2 separate regions of the Cricetulus griseus genome follow, and region 1 is linked to region 2. A link is a contact called in public Hi-C data. All regions are on one chromosome and are shown on one strand. The core of a region is the stretch at or near the end of the contact, and the rest is flanking DNA. Distances in the headings are between cores, read along the strand shown. Region 1 overlaps Pxylp1 (2-phosphoxylose phosphatase 1). Region 2 overlaps Rasa2 (ras GTPase-activating protein 2).

Evidence for each region. A called contact is a pair of places that touch in the nucleus more often than the background predicts.
Region 1: a contact with region 2 is called in a Hi-C map of the CHO-K1 cell line, with 5 times the contacts expected there. The contact joins two enhancer-like sites. A contact is called at or near these places in 3 of 8 Hi-C or Micro-C datasets (the CHO-K1 cell line and fibroblasts).

Annotation. Positions count from the first base shown.
Region 1 is chr4:205,416,572-205,422,260 of CriGri-PICRH-1.0, reverse strand. It overlaps Pxylp1 (2-phosphoxylose phosphatase 1), which reads left to right. Exons shown (of 6, transcript XM_027410903.2): 3 at 1,516-1,674; 4 at 2,416-2,542. Among named protein-coding and RNA genes, the nearest start is that of Pxylp1, 50 kb to the left of the region's middle. Within about 2 kb of position 2,895, at least 2 of the 6 cell types and tissues checked have open chromatin away from gene starts, as enhancers often do. A contact at or near this core is called in the CHO-K1 cell line and fibroblasts, where this site is marked.
Region 2 is chr4:205,180,622-205,186,311 of CriGri-PICRH-1.0, reverse strand. Rasa2 (ras GTPase-activating protein 2) reads left to right here. Exons shown (of 24, transcript XM_027410908.2): 6 at 3,245-3,328; 7 at 5,583-5,655. Among named protein-coding and RNA genes, the nearest start is that of Rasa2, 43 kb to the left of the region's middle. Within about 2 kb of position 2,716, at least 2 of the 6 cell types and tissues checked have open chromatin away from gene starts, as enhancers often do. A contact at or near this core is called in the CHO-K1 cell line and fibroblasts, where this site is marked.

The DNA.
Region 1 (5,689 bases), core at 1,646-4,145, 240 kb before region 2:
GGATTTTTAGATTGTTCTCTGGTTTTGTTGCCAGCGCCACTGCAGTGAATCTCTTTGGCCACCTTTGAGTGTGGGAACTGATGTTTTTAGAACAGATTTCAAGGAATAGCATGAGGTAAAAAACATTCCTTCTGGAAGATTTCATTTTCCACCCACACCTCCAGTGTGTATAAGTGTCACGCCTTGTCAATATTGGTGTTACTGTTAAAGTATGATTTTCTAACCTGGGGAAATACATCTCACCAGTGGTTTTCTTTTGTATTTCCATAGCTATTAACTTGAGCATCCATTCATGTTTTGTTGGCTGTTGACATTTGCACTCACGTATCTGTCACCGAATCTTCAGTTGTGGTGCTCTTCTATGCTTGAGATATCAGTCACTTGTCTGTTACGTATGTTGCAAATGTTTTTCTCTTAGTGTATTCACTCTCTTTCATTTTTGTTTATCACATATGTTTGGCAAGGGGAAATTTTATGTATTTAGGTATTTATGTAGAAGAATTTAGAGAATTTAAGCCAATGTAGACTAGTGTTTAGCCTCTGTTTCAGCTATTGTTTGGGTATATGTGTATGTATAAATATAAGTAAATATGTGGTAAATCTCTTAGAAATTAACTAGATTTGCAAGCTCACTTATTTACAAGTATGTCCTCCACTAACAGATGTTGGAAATACGACTGCTACTGTGCAGGGGTCTCTAGAAACTGTGAAACTGGAAAAAAAAATTGCCCTATCATCATGGAAGGACTGGGAACTACTGAGATAGACTGTGGAAAAACAGACAGATGGCTGGGTAGAGAACAGGGAGAGCCTCTCCTGGCCCAGAAAAAGGATTATGGTTGCCCTGTCACTACCGTCCCTGGTTCTGGCCATATGTCCACCTGCCAACGGGCGGGAGCGCTATCAGCTCAGCCAGTCTCCCATGGGTCCTAGCACTCACCAATAGAAAGATGGATGCCAGATAGCCAAACCATTGCACATTGCATGACCCTCACCTGGTGGGGGGAGCCAGCCCAGGCAGACAAATGAGACCCAGTCCATTCGCTGCACATGTGTACCTCAGTCTCAGGCTCTCTTGTGTGAAGTAATCTCCTGAGGGCTGGTGAGCAGATTGCAGAGATGGGGCTCTAGGGACCACAGAGTGTGGTCGGATGATATTAATTGAGGTGTGACACACACACCATTTAGCACTTAACAGGCACCAGTGGACAATGATCTTTCCCCTTGACACAGTTACAGGAGCTAAAAGCTTATTGGGAAGAGGGGCTGTGTCCTCCTCGTGCACCTTTAGTTCCGGGAACTTGAGAATGGGGAATAATAAGTTCTTCTCGCCTGCACCAAGGGAGGCCTGTTACTCAGGAAGTCCCAGGTACACTTGTGGATCGGGAGGCTGGCTTCTCGTTCCACTAAGGTCCACCGTAACTGAAGGAGCGAATGCTTACAGTGACATTCAGCCCTCCTGGGGCCACAGCGGCTGATCTGGCGTCCTCCGTGTCCATTCTGCTTTCCTTGCAGTCCACCTGATCCCAGTGTCCACAACAAAAAATGGAGGAAGCAGCAAGAGTCGGAAGAGGATCATGCCCGACCCAGTGACAGAGCCCCCGACGGTAGACCCGGTTTATGAAGCTCTTCTGTACTGCAACATTCCGAGTGTAGCCGAGCACAGCATGGAAGGTAGACCCAGTGTATGGCCCGTTGTGGTAGCCTGGGACTCAGTACCCAAGTAGACATCCTGGGGACTAAGTTCTCCAAGCAGCATCATGCCGTTGTAAGAAGCTGGAAGCTTGGGCTCAACTCCTGCAGTAGCCACTCCCTGTGCCCCAGGATGGGCTCCTGGGTTTTATCCACTCTACTGAGTAGTGGGGGTGACTGGTCTCTGGTGAGCTGTGGAATAGGCAGACGGGGTTGAAGCTGGCCTGTAGTACCCTTGGCTGCTCAGCGTCTCAGTGTAAATCTGCAATAGAATTAACATGTCCACTCTAGTCTTGCTATAAAGGAGTGTGAAACAGTGTCGCCACCGTTTCACTTTCCTCAAGTGTATCAAAAGGTGGTGTGTCCTGCTGTGTTTCCTGAAGGGTTTAAAGCAGAAGCCTATTCCTAGGATTCTGTGAGCCTCCCCCAGTCTCTGTTTATGAGACATTGGTCGTCATGTGCATATCTCACCAGTTACTTTGGGAGTCCTGGGACATTTCAAGCCCTCTCATGACCCTCTGTTCCACCTTTAGGGGTTCTTTAGCTAGCATCACCCTCCCACCCAGCACAGTGCCCTTTCCTCCAGTTCAGATCCCTCAGTAGCAGCCCTGCTATTTCTGGGTTGCCCTGGCTACCAGCTTCTCGGTCCCCCAGCCTTGGCTTGTGCCCCCCCCTCGCTATAACACTGTTGTGTGGTGACTGGAAGTTGTGTCTCTCTCACAGGTCACGCCCCACATCATTATAAGCTGGTCTCGGTTCATGTGTTCATTCGCCACGGGGACAGGTACCCACTGTATGCCATTCCCAAAACAAAGCGACCAGAAATCGACTGCACTCTAGTGGCTGGCAGGTAAATTGCACTTTTTGTAAGAGTCGTTTTCATGCATGCTGCCGTGTTCTGTACAACAGAGCACTGTGTGAAGGAGGGGTGAACTATGCTTTGGTGAGTGTGAACTGTTCAGAGTATTTCCCGGTCTTCCTTTAGGAAGATACAAACAAACATCTGTTCAAGCCAGATAGGGCACTGATGACAGAACACAAAAAAACCGACTCCACCCACATGGCGCTTGCTGGGCCAGTGATTTTATTGGGGCAGCTGCCTCACTGAAAAGTCGACCCCTGCGGTAGGTGATGACTGGGAAAGCCTCCTGTATGTACAGCAGGCAGGCAGCTCCATCACACTTTCCACCCCCCTTAGTGGTTGTTTACTGCTGTAAAAACCCCGGGAGGGACGAGACCTTGTGAGTCATGTAACTTTCTGAGCTGCCAAGTCTTAAGTGCTGTATGTCTTTTAACGTTCACTTGGCTTCCTGACTCTTGTGAGCCTCTCTCCTCCCTGCAGGAGGGTGTGTCTGAATTGGGAGAAGAGAGCAGAGACAGGCCCAGAGCAGAGAGGGCATCTCAGGCAACTCAGAAAATACACTGAGCCCAGTTCAGCCTGAGGCCCACTCTCTCCTTGTGTTCTTCAGTTTCAGAAAGATGAGATACAGTGAGCACTTGCTTAGGAGTCATCTACCCTAGAACTGTTCCATGGAGGCAGCAGGCAAGTCCCTTAGTCTGTTGGAGCTCACCATGCAGGGTTGGGGTGAGGAGTGGGGCGATTCACAGGAGGGAGTGTGTGCAGCTGCAAAGGCAATGAGTGTAAGATAGTATTTCAGCCATTTAATTTTTCACAGCATTAGAGACTGCGCTGTCTTAGTTGAAAGCCCTCAGGATGAAAAATAATTGAGCAGAGAATGGAAATTGCGTGTATGGAAATTAGAAGCACAGTTAGCAATAAATGATGGCTTGGCGGTAGCCAGTGTGTCTGGGGGCACGTAACATCTATCCTTACTGAATGAGACCAGGAGATGTAGGGATGTGCCCAGTGGGAAAGACGTTATTTTGATGGAATGGTCCTGGGGTGCCAGCCTGCCTGGGCAGGACCAACCCGGTGGAACCATGGATTTCCTGTCTACAGCCAGGGCTGTTCTTTGAAGACAACAAATCTGAGGGTTTCAGATAACTCTTGATGTCCAAAGTCTCCTCATGGGCTGGAGTTTGGGGAATAATCAGTGAAGCATTTTAGGTAGGAAGACCATGGGGTTTTGTGTATTCTTCTCTCATGCTAGAGACTAGAATGCTGCTAGCCTGGGAATCGTGTCTTCTTTACTGCATTGGGTAGTCAAGGTGTGTACCCCCTAGGGTCTCCTGTTAGGGGACCATGAGAGCCCTCACTCTCCAGCCTCGTGTTCAGACTTTCCACTAAGATTCTCTGCACCCCAGCACCCCACTTCTTGTAGCATCTTCATGGCTTGTGCCGGCTCTGCCTCCCTGCTGACTTATCTGTCCCTGTTCACCCCATTTCCACAGTGTCTTCAAGACCCAGTTAGAGGTTTCTTTGTTGTGGTTTGAAAGAAAATGGCCCTTAAAGGGAGTGGCACTATCAGGAGGTGTGGCCTTGTTGGAGGAAGTATGTCACTGTGGAGGTGAGCTTTGAGGTCTCATATATGCTCAAGCCATGCCCAGTATCTCAGTTCACTTTTGTGTTGCCTGCCAATTGAGATGTAGGTTTCTTAACTCCAGCACCATGCCTGCCTGCACACAGCCATGCCCCACCATGATGATAATGGACTGAACCTCTGAAACTGTAAGCTGCCACCTCAGTTAAATGTTTTCCTTTAAAAGAGTTGCCATGGTTATGGTGTCTCTTCACAGCAATAGAACTCTAACTAAGACATCCCTCTCCCAGGAAGCAGCCCCCCATCCCATGTGTGAAACACTGGGGTAGCTCTGTGGCTGTCTGGGGAACTGACAGTGTCCAGCTCTCACTGTAGAGGGCTGGGGGTATATAGGAAGGGTGTCAGAACAAGCAAGGAAGTCGAGTTTAAAAACCATCCCAGCTGGCTTAGGGCTGGGGCAATGATGAAGGGTGCTGGTTACACTACTTTAACCCTGTGGTTTGACAGCAGGAAAGGCCTCTCAGAAGATTTGCTTTTTCCACTGGGTACAGAAGGGTGTTGTGTTTACAGCTGGTACTAGCTGGATGTCAGCCCTTCTAACAGCCTGGGGACAGGTAGGCCACTGGGCCTCTGTGCTAGGTGGGTTCAGCATAGCCTCAAGGCTTTGTGGACTGTCTCATGCTTCAGCTCAGACCAATTTAGTCTTGCTAGAAAGTCACTATGGGGTCACTATAGTGTTCCCAAAAAAGGGGTATATTGTCAGGGCTGCTTGGGCACCCTGCAACTTGTTGTCCTAAGGGGATCTGGCTCTGCCCTCCCTGGGCCTGACTGCTCACAAATCACTGAGCCCTGCCCAGAGCCCAAAAGATGACAGCTTTTGGACTTGGTGGCTGCAGAATAAATTCATAACCTCTGTGAGGATCACAGGGCACATTGCCAGTTGTATGTTCCTGTCACCATCTTCCTGTTGATGGATTTGAGCCGCGGCCATTGTATCCCTGAAGCCTTTGCTACCTGTTTGACACTGGGCAGATTGCTTCCCCTCTGAGAGTCCAGGTGACCTGTCCCCAGGCTGTTAGAAGGGCTGACATCCAGCTAGTACCAGCTGTAAACACAACACCCTTCTGTACCCAGTGGAAAAAGCAAATCTTCTGAGAGGCCTTTCCTGCTGTCAAACCACAGGGTTAAAGTAGTGTAACCAGCACCCTTCATCATTGCCCCAGCTCTAAGCCAGCTCCACTCACTAAACTCCATCCTGGAACAAGGGACAGTCCTGCCTTCCTATATCAACCTTAAGTGTCTAAATAAAGGAGGGGACATGTATATGGCCTAGTCCACACAGAAGTTTCATCCACGGTGGCATGGCATTGCCTACAGCAGCCTAGAGGTCACCTGGACTTAGGCTCTTTCCCTCTGGTGGGGTCGTTATCAGAGGAGTTTTAGTCCCTGGGAGCTGCTGCCCTCGCAGCCTCACTCCTGGCTTCTTAGTGTTCATTTTGTGTTTGCAGCAGCTGTCCTAAGTCCTTTGTGGGGGAGGACACAGTGCAGATGTTTAA
Region 2 (5,690 bases), core at 1,467-3,966:
AGCTAACTTATCCTCATTTTTCTGCTCTCCTTTGAAGGCAGACTTCTCAAAGACATTTTGTTTAAAGATGTAGGGGCTTGGGGAGTAGTATGTGCACAGGATTGTACACAAATGTGTCTAATATGAGTGCCATATTCACTCCCAATTTAATACCTATCAGCTCTATGTGGCTATTGAAGACTTGAAATATGGCTTATATGATTAAATGCTTTTTAATTTTGTTTAATTTTACTTAATAGCCAAATATGGTTAATGGCTGCAATATTCGTACAAGTCCAATTAAAAAAAAAAAAAAAAAAACAGTGGCTGCTTTCAGGGCTGGGATAAGGAAAATATGTGATAAGGCTAGAATATCTTATGAAATTAAAAAGTAAAAAATACTCTTAAAAATAATGGACAGATAGATATGAATAAACGACATTGAAACTAATCTGAATGAACTCTAGATGGCCAATTATTTGAGACACAAAATTAGTAATAATAATGGATTAAAACCTGCAGAATAAAATATTTATGAGTCACTACTGATACAAGTAAAGAGTTGAATAAATGCATAGGAAGAAAGGATTACTTTTCCTTACAGTAGAATTCTAATCAATCAATTCAAGAAGAATGATGGAGATTGAAATCAGCACTGGTAAACACCACAGTAGTAACTGGGTACAAGCAAAAAGATACTGCAAACTCTCAATTATATAGACACTTAGAAAGCTATTATTATTTTATTGTTAGTATTGTTATTATTATTATTATTATTATTATTATTATTATTATTATTATTTTGGTTTTTCGAGACAGGGTTTCTCTGTGTAGCTGTGGAGCCTCTCCTGGCACTCGCTCTGGAGACCAGGCTGGCCTCGAACTCACAGAGATCCACCTGCCTCTGCCTCCTGAGTGCTGGGATTAAAGGCATACGCCACCAATGCCCGGCTTAGAAAGCTATTATTAAGGAAGTAGTTATAGAATAATTATTCTTAGAGCCTCAGTAAAATATAGGGGAAGGATTGGTGGAAGGATAATTGTTAATTGGTACAGAGCTGCAGGATAGGAGGAATAATTTCTAATGGTTTATAGCACAGCACAGTTTTTGATACTATGTATTGAAAAGGATACCAAGGTGTCTAATCCCAATCTGGTCATAAGCAAATACCAGACAAACTCAGAATAAATAATATGAAAGCAAGTATCCCAGGGTGACAGAGACTAAGAGGACATGGACCCAAACATAGTGTAGGATCTCATACTGCATCCTGGATCTTAGCAAAATTTGAGTGACATCTGTAGATTAATTAGCTTTAGTAGCATTAAGTTAATGTTAGTTTGTTGATTACAATAGTTTCACATTGGTTAACACTGAGTACTGGGTTCACAGAAGCTCTGTATGTTATCTTTATAACTATTTCAAAGTCTGAGATTATATTAAAACAATTTTTAATTGTCTGTACCTTGTACATTCAACCTGTTTTGAGTCTTAGTCTCATATCCCCTGTACTGTCATGTGACATTGCAACTTTACACATCTAAAGCTGAATTATTTTATTCTCATGTTTGCTCAGCTTCTCTCCACAGTCTTAGCAAACATTTGAGTTTACCTGTGTTTTTATGTCAGAACTTACATTTTTCTATCTCTAGCCCTCCAATTTTTCTTAAGCTTTTTTCTATTTTTCTATGCTATGAAGTAAAATTTTTAAATGCCCTTGTCTATGATTATATTTTCTACCATTTCTGCTTCTGTTTTGGTTGGTTTTCTTTTTTTTCTTTTCACAATAGGTCATGTTTATTGATTATTTACATTGGACACGAAGTCTCTAAATACTTTGTATTCCAGGAAAGTACTTGAGTTGTTCTGTAGGTATCAGTTAAGTTCCTTGGAAACAGTTTGTTCTGATTATAATTTGCTTTTAAGCTTTGTCAGACATATGATACCAGCGTCTATCACAGAGCTAGTAAGAGGGGGCCCACCAGCCACAGAAAAAAACTGACATTTAATTAATGATGCCTCTATTGGTGGGAAAATGTAAATCCTAAAATATTTCCTTGGCCTGTGCTTTTTTGGTTAGTTTCAGAATTTTTTAAATAAATATTTAAGTTTATTTTATGTGCATTGGTGTGAAGGTGTCAGATCCTCTGGAACTGGAGTTACAGACAGTTGTGAGCTGCCATGTAGGTGCTGGGAATTGGACCTTGGTCCTCTGGAAGAGCAACCAGCTCTCTTAATCTCTGAGCCATCTCTCCAGGCCTAGTTTTAGAATTTTTAAAATTTGACTTTTGATGCCCAGTTTAGTAGAAATGAATCTTATTTTCAATTTTCTCTTTACTTGGCAGTACTCCATTTGCAGTTCACCCATATATGTGATGAGTGTTTTGCAGAGAAATGGAAGATGTTGCTCAGTAGCCCTGGTCTCTAGAAAGAAAAAAAAGAAAAGAAAAGAAAAAAAAAAAAACTTAACAGCATTTGTGAGCTCCTGTTAGGCAGCAGGAAATGAAGACTTAGACATTAAACCAACTAACTTAGTAATAATTACTGAGAATCTTTGAGAATCAGATCATTAAATTGTGTGCTTTCTGTAAATACAACTATAGTCCATAAAGTAGATTGGTCGGCCTTGGTTTTTATAGTCTAGAACATTTTCTACAGAATGATGCAAGAACTGTTGCTGAGAATCATTCTGAAAGACTACAGAATTATGTGAAGCTTGCCCTATATTTATGAATCAGATTTTAAGTAAAACCACAACCATTTCCTTGTGTGTCATTCATGCTTTAGCAGAGGATATGGTGCCATGGTATTGGCCTGGTTTGTAGTTTCTCATGTAAGTGTGTAGTTTCTTTTCCTTTTTAGAAGCCACAGCAGTTTTGATGTATTATCAAACCACAAAATGTACCTTGAGTATTTACCAGGAAGAAATGTGTTATGGTAGTCTGAGTACCAATTGTGTCATTCCTCTTTAATTCTCTTTGGAGAATAATCATGTAAATAAGCAAATACATCAGTTGGAGTAGTTGGTGTATTGGAACTGCAAAAGTGGTGAATAATTTTAAAGCCTTTGAATTGTTGATTTCGATTTAATGACAGTGTTTCAGAGTTGGAAGTGCAGCTCAGAGGCAGAGCCTTTGCCCTGTATATGTGAACCCAGGGTTCTGTCCCCAGTCCATAAAAAGGCAAAGGGGGTAGGGAGGGAGAGATAATACTATGATGTTAACTTGACTCTAATGGTTTCAAATCTCTCTTATTCTACCTTAGCATCAAGGCATGCCATGGATTGCCTCTCATAAATGGACAAAACTGTGATCCTTATGCAACCGTTTCCCTAGTTGGCCCTTCTAGGTAATATTTATTGAATTGTTACTGGGTTTTCAAGTTTCAAGTTGGATTTAAGAAAAAAAATTCTTAAAAATTTTAAAAAGTTGGATTTAGGAGTTGGAAATATGGAGTTCTTAGATCAGATGCTAAGTAACTGTGACATAAAATGATATTTAAAGGAAGAATTTTTACTAAGTTGTAGTGTATATGTGATTAATAACCAAGTTCTGTTTTCACAGAAAGATGCTGAATATTATTTCAGATCTGTTATGCATTTACTACACTATGGAAAAACCTCAGTCTTATACACTTGTAAAGTGTATTTAAAATATATATAATGGGCTAGGCATGCAGGGTGTATGTCTTTAATCATAGCACTTGGGAGACAGAGGCAGGTGGATCTCTGAATCCAAGGTCACCCTTGGATGTACATGACAAGTTATAGTCTATCCAGGGTCTAAAACAAAAACCCCAAATTATTTACTCATTAACTCTCCTACTTTCAGATAACCTCAGTTTCATACAAATAACAATCAATTTTTCATAAACGTCAGTTCAAAATAACAAAGCGGTTTCCATACTGTTACCTGGAAGGCAGCTCAGCACTGAAAATTGCCTTTTCTATTGATGATATCAGTGCTTTATAAAAAGAATTCCAAATTCTAGAAGAACTACTGAAGTCCCAGAGTATGGTGAATTTCCCCGTAACATTTAAGTCTATATAACATTTCATAAGTCTATAACTTATGAAAAACCAATAGCACTTTGCAATATCTATATTAGAAAACTTCATGTCATTTCTTTAAGAGACGGACTAGTCTGGAGTTTGTCTGCAACTTAAAGCTATTAGAGTCAGAGAACGAAAGCATGGGATTTATTCTTACATGTTTGTTCTTATTTCACAAAGTTTTAAAAAGTGTGTGTGTGTGTGTGTGTGTGTGTGTGTGTGTGTGTGTGTGTGTGTGTGTGTGTGTATAAAAGTATCTGATACCATGGGAGCCTAAATACTGGTATGCTGTTGTTATTATTGCAGATTAGTTTTAAACTTAAAAGCAAGAATTCATACAGCATTAAAAGCTGTCGGAGGGTACACACACACACACACCCATGTGCTAAAAATGTTCAGCCCTACTGGGTAGTGGAATCATGGCAATAATCCCTGTACCTGAGAGGCAGAGGATCACAAATTCTGGCCAGCCTGAACTACTAGTTAAGCCCCTGCCTCACAGAGAAATGGGGGGTAGGGGCACAAGTCAGCCTAGAGGAGCTGCTAGTTTGGAGTAAACTTTTTTTTTTTTTTTTTTTTTTTTTTTTTTGTAGTTCTGTATCCAAACCCAGACTATTGATGATAAGCAGTTACTCTATCAGTGAGATACACTGCAACTCAGGAGGTTGTTCTTGTTTTCTGTTTAATGATTTTTATCTCAGAGAAACCCTGTCTTGAAAAACCAAAAAAAAATAAAAAAGTGATTTTTATCTCATGAACAAATTTTTTTTTCTTCTCTGAGACAGGCTTTCTTTGTGTAGCCCTGGCTATTCTGGAACTCACTCTGTAGTTGCCTCATACTCACGGAGATCCACCTGCCTCTGCCTCCTGAGTGCTGGTATTAAAGGAGTGCACTGCTGCCACTACCCTCTGGCTTCTCACGAATGAACACATTTTTTAATGGAACTTTTGAAGTAACATTTAGTAGAAACTTTTTTTTTTTTTTTTAGATCACAGTTGATTTTGCTATGTAATCACACAAGACTTTCACATTGGTTGATTCTGGCTAAAGATACAAGACTCCCTGAACATTTATTTATAACTGCCTCAGAATGTGTATATCCACTGGCAATTAGCAGTTTAAGTCACTGTTCTTGGTTATAACCCAGAAGTAAAGGGAGTTAAGAGACACTTCATGTTCCCCAGATGTTTTCAGTATCAGTGAAGGCACTTTGAGTGTCACTACCTTTCTTTTCATCACTCTCTCTGGTAGTAGGATGTGTTGAAAACTCTAAAAGAGAACGTGGGAATTAGCCTCTCACAGCCCTGGAGACAATAATCCAATCTTGGCGTGTATGCATACATAAAACTTGCATCCTATGTACGGATATTGTTGGATTTGAGTTTGTGAGGACACTGGCTTTTTTCCCCCTCACACAATATCTAATTTATTGTCCTCTCTCAGTCATCCTAACATTTAGAAAAAGGTCAGGCTTCCTGGTTGGAAATAGCTTGTTTTATAATTGTGTACTATTAAGTTCTACAAGGTAAAACTCTACCACATTGGAACAGGAATGACCAAAAGAAGACAAAAGTAAAGAAGAAAACAAGCAATCCGCAGTTTAATGAAATCTTTTATTTTGAGGTAATTTCTTGTTTTGTATAAATATTAATATTTAA